Regions from separate parts of the Sus scrofa genome. Here region 1 is linked to region 2. A link is a contact called in public HiChIP or PLAC-seq data. All regions are on one chromosome and are shown on one strand. The core of a region is the stretch at or near the end of the contact, and the rest is flanking DNA. Distances in the headings are between cores, read along the strand shown.

The links. HiChIP or PLAC-seq counts read pairs in DNA pulled down with a chosen protein or histone mark.
Region 1: a contact with region 2 is called in an H3K27ac HiChIP or PLAC-seq map of alveolar macrophages. The contact joins two enhancer-like sites. A contact is called at or near these places in 1 of 5 promoter capture datasets (fetal skeletal muscle) and 2 of 2 datasets of contacts at active chromatin or transcription factors (alveolar macrophages and skeletal muscle).

What each region holds. Positions count from the first base shown.
Region 1 is chr6:18,938,065-18,942,338 of Sscrofa11.1, reverse strand. It overlaps a transcript of NLRC5 not described here. Among named protein-coding and RNA genes, the nearest start is that of NLRC5, 31 kb to the left of the region's middle. Within about 2 kb of position 1,853, at least 16 of the 83 cell types and tissues checked have an H3K27ac peak or open chromatin away from gene starts, as enhancers often do. A contact at or near this core is called in alveolar macrophages, where this site is marked.
Region 2 is chr6:18,869,862-18,873,969 of Sscrofa11.1, reverse strand. SLC12A3 (solute carrier family 12 member 3) reads right to left here. Exons shown (of 26, transcript XM_021093898.1): 22 at 3,714-3,825. Among named protein-coding and RNA genes, the nearest start is that of SLC12A3, 27 kb to the right of the region's middle. Within about 2 kb of position 2,384, at least 37 of the 83 cell types and tissues checked have an H3K27ac peak or open chromatin away from gene starts, as enhancers often do. A contact at or near this core is called in alveolar macrophages, where this site is marked.

The DNA.
Region 1 (4,274 bases), core at 604-3,103, 69 kb before region 2:
GTAGGCCAGTGGCTACAGCTCTGATTCAACCCCCAGCCTGGGAACCTCCATATGCCACGGGAGTGGCCCAAGAAAAGCAAAAAAAGACAAAATAAATAAATAAAAAATAAATAAATGTTTGACAAAGATTATGGTTCAGCCATTCTTTGGCCAACTATGTAGTCAGTTAAGATGACATGTATTTATATTACAGACAAAGAGCTAATTTCCTTAGTATATAAGGTGCTTTTACAGTCAAGAGGAATAAGACCAACAACCCAAGGGAAAAGCAGGCAAAGGATATGGATAGTTTGTGAAAAAGAAACTACAAGTGACCCTTAAATATTTGAAAAGATGCCCAAAATCATTGATAAGAGAAATGAAAATGAAACTAAACAAACAAACAAAAAAAAACCCACCATTATTTGAATACCAGATCAGCCACTGTGGAAAAGTTTAATAACACATGTGTTTTGAGGGGGTGGGAAGCCGGCCTCCTCACACATGGCTGATGCGAGTGAAACTTACTACAACACTTAAGGAGGATAATTTGCCAAATTTATAAAAAAGTTCAAACTGCCTATTTTCCCCTTACACTTGCATATGCACTCCTGGCTGTTCTCCCTAAAGATTTACTCTCATAGGCAAAAAGGATGCTTGAACGGACATGTGTAATAGCACTGATTGGGATAACAAGAGACAGGAAAACAACCTAAATGCCCAATCATATTTAAATCAATTATGGAACAACCATGCCCTGAAATATTATGCAGACCTGAAAAAAGAGAAAAGGGCAGTTTTTTTTTTTTTTGGTTTTGTTTTGATGTGGAAAGATTTCCAAATTACATTAAATTTTAAAAATCAAGATAAAACCCACTAAATACAGCATACTATCCTTGTGAGAAGGGGATGCATATATAGATATATACTTGTAAAGGCTCACCTGGACTATCTTAAGGAAGGAAACGTAAGAACCTGATAACACTGGTTGTTTTCAGGAAGGGATATCAGGGGGCCAGGAGACTTACTTCTCATTACATACTCTTTTTTTGCATGTTTTATATTATTTTATTATGTGGATGTACTAGATACTAAAAATTAAACCACTGAAAAATGATATTGCATTTAGTTTTCCTTTAATATATAATTCCATAATATTTAAAAAGTATAATTCCATTTTAGCTTTTATAAGTCAATTAAAAAATAGGAATATAACACATAGAAAAAAAGACGAGAAGAAAGAGGGAGTTCCTGTTGTGGTGCAGTGGAAACGAAACTGACTAGTATCCTTGAGGATGCTGGTTCGGTCCCTGGCCTTGCTCAGTGGGTCGGGGATCGCGCATTGGCATGAGCTGTGATGTAGGTCACAGACACAGCTCGGATCCTGAGTTGCTGTGGCTGTGGTGTAGGCCAGCAGCTGTAGCTCTGATTCGACTCCTAGCCTGAGAACGTCCATGTGCCATGGGTTCTGCCCTAAAAAGCGAAAAACAGAAACAAAAAGACTGGAAGAAAGAAACCAAACTGAGAATAGAGGTCATCTGAATGAAACTTAATTTTCCCTTGGGTTCCTTAAACCATTTCCTTTGACGCTAGAGCATTCCAGCCAGAGGGCTCTAAAATTCTGGGAATTCAGCAGAAGACTTTGTTAATTTTTTTTTTTTTTTTTATGGCTGCACTTGTGGCATATGGAACTTCCCAGGCCAGTGATCAAACCCATGCCTCTGCAGCAACCCAAGCTGTTGCAGTCAGATTCTTAACCCACTGAGCCACTGGGAGAAGCTCTAGCAGAAGACTTTGGAGTGACTCACAGGATGGAACAGGAGTCCCATCAGAAAGAATCAGGATTGAAATAGGCAGGATAAACAAGTGATCTCATGCTTCCTCAGGCCTCTCCCCTTCACACTCCAGGAAACCTACTGGTTTCATACCCTGGTCTGTTAGGAGAGAGGATGACTGCAGAGCAAAAGAGTCGGGGGTCAGCGGTGGCCACAAGAACTAAGTGTACAGCCACCTCCACCCCCCAGATCTGCAGAGAGCTTGAGAATACCAAAGGAGCAGAATGGCCGTTCACGACAATGTCGCCCAGCTCTCAAGGATCTAGGAAACCCCTGACAGCATGGAGGTTACACAATCATGCTTATTCTAAAGGGGACAAGCCCCACGTATGACCAAGTACTTGGCTGCCTCATCACTTCCGCCTGGCTTTCAGGGCAGTGGATGGCAGACACATATGCAACCAGCAAGGTCTCAGGAACCAAAGCCTTCGCTTCTCAGACAGCCCGAACCCACCACCAGACTGATCCATTTCGCAGATTTTTTTTTTTTTTCCTTCTCCGATCGTCAGGGTGTTTGGCTCTCAGCCTGAGCTGCCGCCAAGGTAGACATCGGGCTACCAGCCAACACAACAGCTACGAAAAAATAGAGCCGGTACAGAAAACCAGTAGTGTGCATCCTCAGAGGTTACAAAGTATTTGCACCTGTCTTAGTTTGCTTAATCGTTAGGCCTCCAACTCCCTGTGGAAAGCAGAGGAGAGATTCTGGGAGGGTCGACTGGTTCCTTAGCTTTGCTTCCGCTGCAACAAGGAACCACAAACTGGGCGGGTTAAAAGGAGAAACGCATTCCCCCACAGGGCTGGAGGCCAGATGTCTGAAATCAAGGTGTCTGGAGGGCCGCGTTCCCTCCAAAGCCTCTAGGCTCGGACCCTGCCTCGCCTCTTCTGGTTTCTGGTGGGTGTGGGCACTTGTGGGACTTCCTTACTGGGAAGGTAGCTGCCTCATTCCAGTGTCTGCCTCTGGGTCACGTGGCTGTCTTCTCCCCGCCTGTGTCTACCTTCCTGGGCTGGGCTCTTCTCATAGAAAGGACACCAGTCATACTGAATTAAGGGCCCCACTCTCATATGACTTCATTTTAACGACTTACATCCCTATTTCGGAATAAAGGTACATTCTCGGGTAGAGGGGTTAGGACTGCAACACATCTTTTTCAGGGACACAATTCAATCCACGACAGACGGGAAAAGACACCCTCAGTAGTTTTGCTGAGTTTTCCTGAGAGAAGCAGGAATATATGTTGGGTGTAAGGACACTGACTTGGCCCTCCAAACATCCAGTCACCTCTGCATCTCGGCCAGGAATAAGGCCAAGCGTATCACGAAACTCTGCCAAAGAATTTTCCCCTTCTGCTTGCCTGCCTTCATCAAGGACCCAGCACTCATGCTTGCGTGGTACCTTGAGGTGAACCATACACTGGGCACACCTCATCTCCTCCAACCCACCAAACACGCTCTGAAGGACCTCTTATCGTCCCCATGGCACAGATGAGGAACCGAGGTTCTCAGGGATAAAACAGCCGGTGATCAGCAAGTAAATTCAAGGTGCCAAGAGGCCTGGTCTGTCCACCTCCCACCCTAGGCATCAGTCAAGCTGCCGCTGTGCTTTGGAGGCAAGGCAGGTGGGCATAATCATTGGCCAGCCGGCGCTGGGGTTCAGTAAGGATGGGGAGCCTGGAGGCGCCATGAAATCATCAGCTTTACCTCTCCCTTCTGTTCTCCACGAAGAGACCAAGCCTAGTGCTTTGCTGCGCTTATTGCTTCTTAGAAAAAAAAAAAAAGCAATTTGGAGGGATGAGGCTCCAGGTACATCCCACCTGCCATCCTCCAGTTTGGGAGCCTAGGGCTGAAGGGGGGCAGGGGGTAGCTTCCCTGCCTCTTCCCAAAAGGCCAGCCCAGGCCAGCCAACTCCAGGTCCTGGCCCCCAGGGGTGAGAAAACGACTTGCAAATGCAAAAAGCAAGTAACAAAATGACACCCCTGTATTCACCTATTATTTACGAGATTAAAATAATTCAGCCAGAATAGTCTGTGGAGATTTGACATTACTGTTAAAATGTTTAAAGTTATGCCAATGGTTATATATTTTTATCAAAGACTCCTTCTTTTAGTACATTCTAAAATATTTCAGCCGAGATGCCATGATGTCTGTTTCTCTTTTGTTTCAGAATGAGGTGCTTCGGGGATGAAACTGGGCTGGGCTGGGGTGAAGACTGCTGAAGTTGAGTGGTGGTTACATACGGTTTGCTTATATCAAAACCGGCAAATGTTCACAGCTCAACCCAGTTCTACCCCTTCCACTTTTGCACATGTTTGGAACTATCCATCATAAAAAGTTTTTTTGGAGTGTGTTGAGGCTAAAAAGTCTGATTTGTGCGCAAGGAGCGGTGGGACTTCTGAATTCTTTAAGAGGCGACTAAAAGTTGAAGCTCCAGGAGGTGGCAGGAGCAGGAGCGCCGAGGGAGGA
Region 2 (4,108 bases), core at 1,135-3,634:
CCTGGGTCATGTGGGGCTACTGGTCACTGGTCACACTTTGAGGAGCAAGGGTCTAAAGAATGCAAGGTGCATTCCACTCCTGGGCATATATCTGGACAAAATTTTCATTCAAAAAGATACATGCATCTGTATGTTCACAGCAGCACCATTCACAATAGCCAAGACATGGAAACCACCAAAATGTCCACCAATAGATGAATGGATTAAAAGATGTAGTATAGGAGCTCCTGTCGTGGCTCAGTGGTTAATGAACCTGACTAGCACACATGAGGATGAGGGTTTGCTCCATGGCCTTGCTCAGTGGGTTAAGGATCTGGCATTGAGAAAGATGAAGTTTGGATCCTGCCTTGCTGTGGCTGTGGTGTAGACTGGCAGCTACAGCTCCAATTGGACCCCGAGCCTGGGAGCCTCCATGTGCTGCGGGTGCAGCCCTAAAAAAGCCAAAAAAAAAAAAAAAAAAGATGCAGTACATATATACAATGGACTATCACTCAGTTACAAAAAGAATGAAATAATGCCATTTTCAGCAACATGGATGCAACTAGAGATTCTCATACTAAGTGAAGTTAGTGAAAGACAAATACCATACATATCACTTATATGTAGAATCTAAAATATGGCACAATGAACCTATCTGCAAAACAGAAACAGACTCATGGACACACAGAACAGACCTGTGGTTGCCAAGGGGAGTGAGGGGGTGAAGAGGGATGGACAGGAAGATTGGGGTTGGTAGATGCAAATGATTACATTTAGAATGGATAAGCAGAAGTTCCTGTTGTGGAGCAGCAGAAATGAATCCGACTAGGGACCATGAGGTTGCGGGTTTGATCCCTGGCCTCACTCAGTGGGTTAAGGATCCGCGTTGCCATGAGCTGTGGTGTAGGTCAAAGACTCGGCTCGGATCTGGCGTTGCTATGGCTGTGGTGTAGGCCGGCAGCTGTAGCTCTGATTAGACCCCTGGCCTGGGAACCTCCATATGCCACAGGTACAGCCCTAAAAGGACAAAAAAATATATATATCTATATATATAAATAAAAAAGGAATGGATAAGCAATGAAGTCCTACTGTACAGCACAGGGGACTACATCCAATCTCTTGGGATAGAACATGATGGAAGATAGTATGAGAAAAAGATGTGTATATAGATGCATGACTGGATCATGATGCTGTATGAAAATGACACAACACTGTAAATCAACTGTAATAAAAAGAAAAAAAAAGAATGGGTGTTACACTGCAGCAAGGTCCTCAGGGTGGCTGAGGAAACAGATAACAGACATGAACTAAGTATAGAATCAGGAGCAGCAAGCCAGCTGGCCCTGACTTTACCCCCACAGGGAAGAGATGCCACCTTTGGTTTGCGGCAGTCAGGGAAGGCTTCACAGAGGAGGTGGTGATCTGGCTGAATAGTGAATAGTGGCTAAGACTATTACAGGCCAGAGAGGGTCGACAGGGGTGTCCACATTGGAATCACCCAAAGAACCTTCTAAACAACACGCCTGCCTCGTCCCTAGCCCACCCACTGCCTCAGAGTCCCTGGGCAGGACATAGCTTTGGTGATGCCCCAGGACTAGTTGGTGGGGAGTAAGCACCCCAGGAGAGTGGTCCAAATAAGCTAAGACACAGGGGTTCAGGGATGGAGCCGGAGCAGTGAAGAGCTGCCTGGGAGGGTGCGGGGCATGCAAGGGACGGAAAAAGGAGATAAGCCCGAAGGACCAGGCTGGGGCCCATCTGTCAAGCCACCGCTGGTCCCTGAACTTGGGAGTAAAATCAGGAAAGCAGAGCTGTGGGCACATGTCTTGGTGTGCAGCCCGGAGGTGCCAGGCCCAGGAAGGGCCTGGGCAGGAGGCAGCACGGGCCTGGGGTCACTAGGAAGGCAGAGGATGTGGCCGGGTCAAGAATCAGCTGGAAGGCAGAGATTTCACAACCTCTACTTGAGAGACAACCCATGACACACAGTGCCGCAGCCTTGAACGAAACCAAACTGGCTGAGTCCAGCTTTCAAGTGGAGCTAGAACAGGAAGCTGAGAGGGAGGGCAAAGCAGCCTTCACGCGTATTTGCCTTTTGAGGACACAAAGAAGCAGATACTATGTTTCCCAGGCAACGCTCCCAGGCATGGCTGAGAAGGGTCCTTCAGTAGAGAAGTTCTCAGCGGGGGCAAGGACCCAAGATGGGATTGCTGGTCACCCCTAACTCATGCAGGGGGCGACTCAGAGCAGGTGGGGGGATGTGGTCCTAGCAAAGGACTAGGGTGCCACAGGCCACAGGCTCCCGACTCTGGGATGTCATGGCGAGCACCAAAGGCTGGGCAGGGTTTTCTCTTTGGCTAATTGTTACATGATTTGAGGCAAGGTACACCCCATCCTTCCCAGCCCATTTGCGCCCTCTAGTGGTCCCTCCATCCTACAACCTTTCACTTCACTTGAGCTGGCCTGAAGTAGCAGGTACCAGCTCTAGGCACACAGGTGACTCCTGCCAGCAGCACAACTGTGTTCTGCCTTACTATTTACTTCCTTCTCAACTTAAGTCAACTCACATTCTTTTTTTGTGGCGTTTTTAGGGCCACACCTGCAACATATGGAAGTTCTCAGGCTAGAGGTCGAATCAGAGCTGCAGCTGCCAGCCTCAGCCACAGCCACAGATCCACGCAGGATCCGAGCCACTTCTACAACCTACACCACAGCTCATGGCAATGCCGGATCCTTAACCCACTGAGTGAGGCCAGGGAATCAAATCTGTGTCCTCATGGATACTAGTCAGGTCTGCTACCACTGAGCCACAGTGGGAACTTACAACTCTCATTCTTACTTAGATACATCTTGAAAGGAAATATCATATCACAATACAAACAGAAAATCAGCATCTCCTGCCAGAAAGATGCGACCAATAAAACCAGTAAACAAATGTCACTAAATTCTGGTGGATGCCATTGCCTGTCAAGCACTCAAGCCAGGCTGGCCCTCTCCTGTCTAGACAGAGAACCAGCCACAGGAGAATTAAGTCATTTCTCACCAAGAGATTCTGTGGGATTTGCTGCCCTTTATTCTGGCCACCGAAGTCACCTCTGGTCTCACCATGGATAGTACTCCAAGCTTGGGGGAGGGGAGACAGTGCCCTGAAGGAGCCTAAGCTCTGCCTCATTTCTGAGGAGGAGGGGCCTTCTCCATCCTTTATTTCACCCAAGGTTCTCCTTGAGATTTGTGGTTTTATAATTTGACAACCCTCCTGGTCATGGTGAGGACTAGGGAATGCGGTTTTTGTTTTTCATTTTTTTTTTTTCCTTTTGTAGGGCCACACCCACAGCATCTGGAAGTGCCCTGGCTAGGAGTTGAATCGGAGCAGCATCACCACAGCAATGCCAGTTCTGAGCCGGGTCTGCCACCTGCACCACAGCTCACGGCAATGGCGGAGAGTGAACCCACTGAGCAAGGCCAGGGATTGAACCTGCATCCTCACGGATACTAACTAGTCAGATTCATTACTCCTGAGCCACAGCGGGAACTCCTTTGTGCATGTTATTGAAGAGGTCAGGACACCAAAACAGCTTCTGCAATGGAGAGAAAGCTGCTCTTGCCCAGAGCTCCCTCACCACCACTGCACCCTGAGCGAGGCGAGCCCTGGGGCAGCAGCGGAGGGCAGAGGGGGCGGCTCGATGTGGTGTCACCGGATGGCGCTGGTCCTGTGGACCCACATGGCGCTCCCCACTTACGCCTTTCTTTCCTGGTCCATCCTGTTGATCTGGCCCCCAACGAACACGCGGATCCTGCATTTACTCCATCGCTTCTTCCGGCCGAGGAGATAGGGGACCAGGAGGGTGAGGCCTGGCAAGGAGGGTCCCATGAGACAGGAGAAAAATGCCCGCAGGATGCAGCCCTCTCTGGGTTCCCACCCCACTCTGCCCCGAGCAAGCCCTTGCCCCTCTCTGGACCTCAGTTTGCCCACCCCTATGATGAGTGACCCAGACTAAACCAGAATGGCACACAGGGCTCTCTGGGCTGGGGTTTATTTGGCCTGCATGATGCTTTTAAAGAAGCGAGCTGGCATTGCATAATTGGGGGATTTCACTTTAAATCTAAATCACTGTCCTTATCACCGTGTCATTCA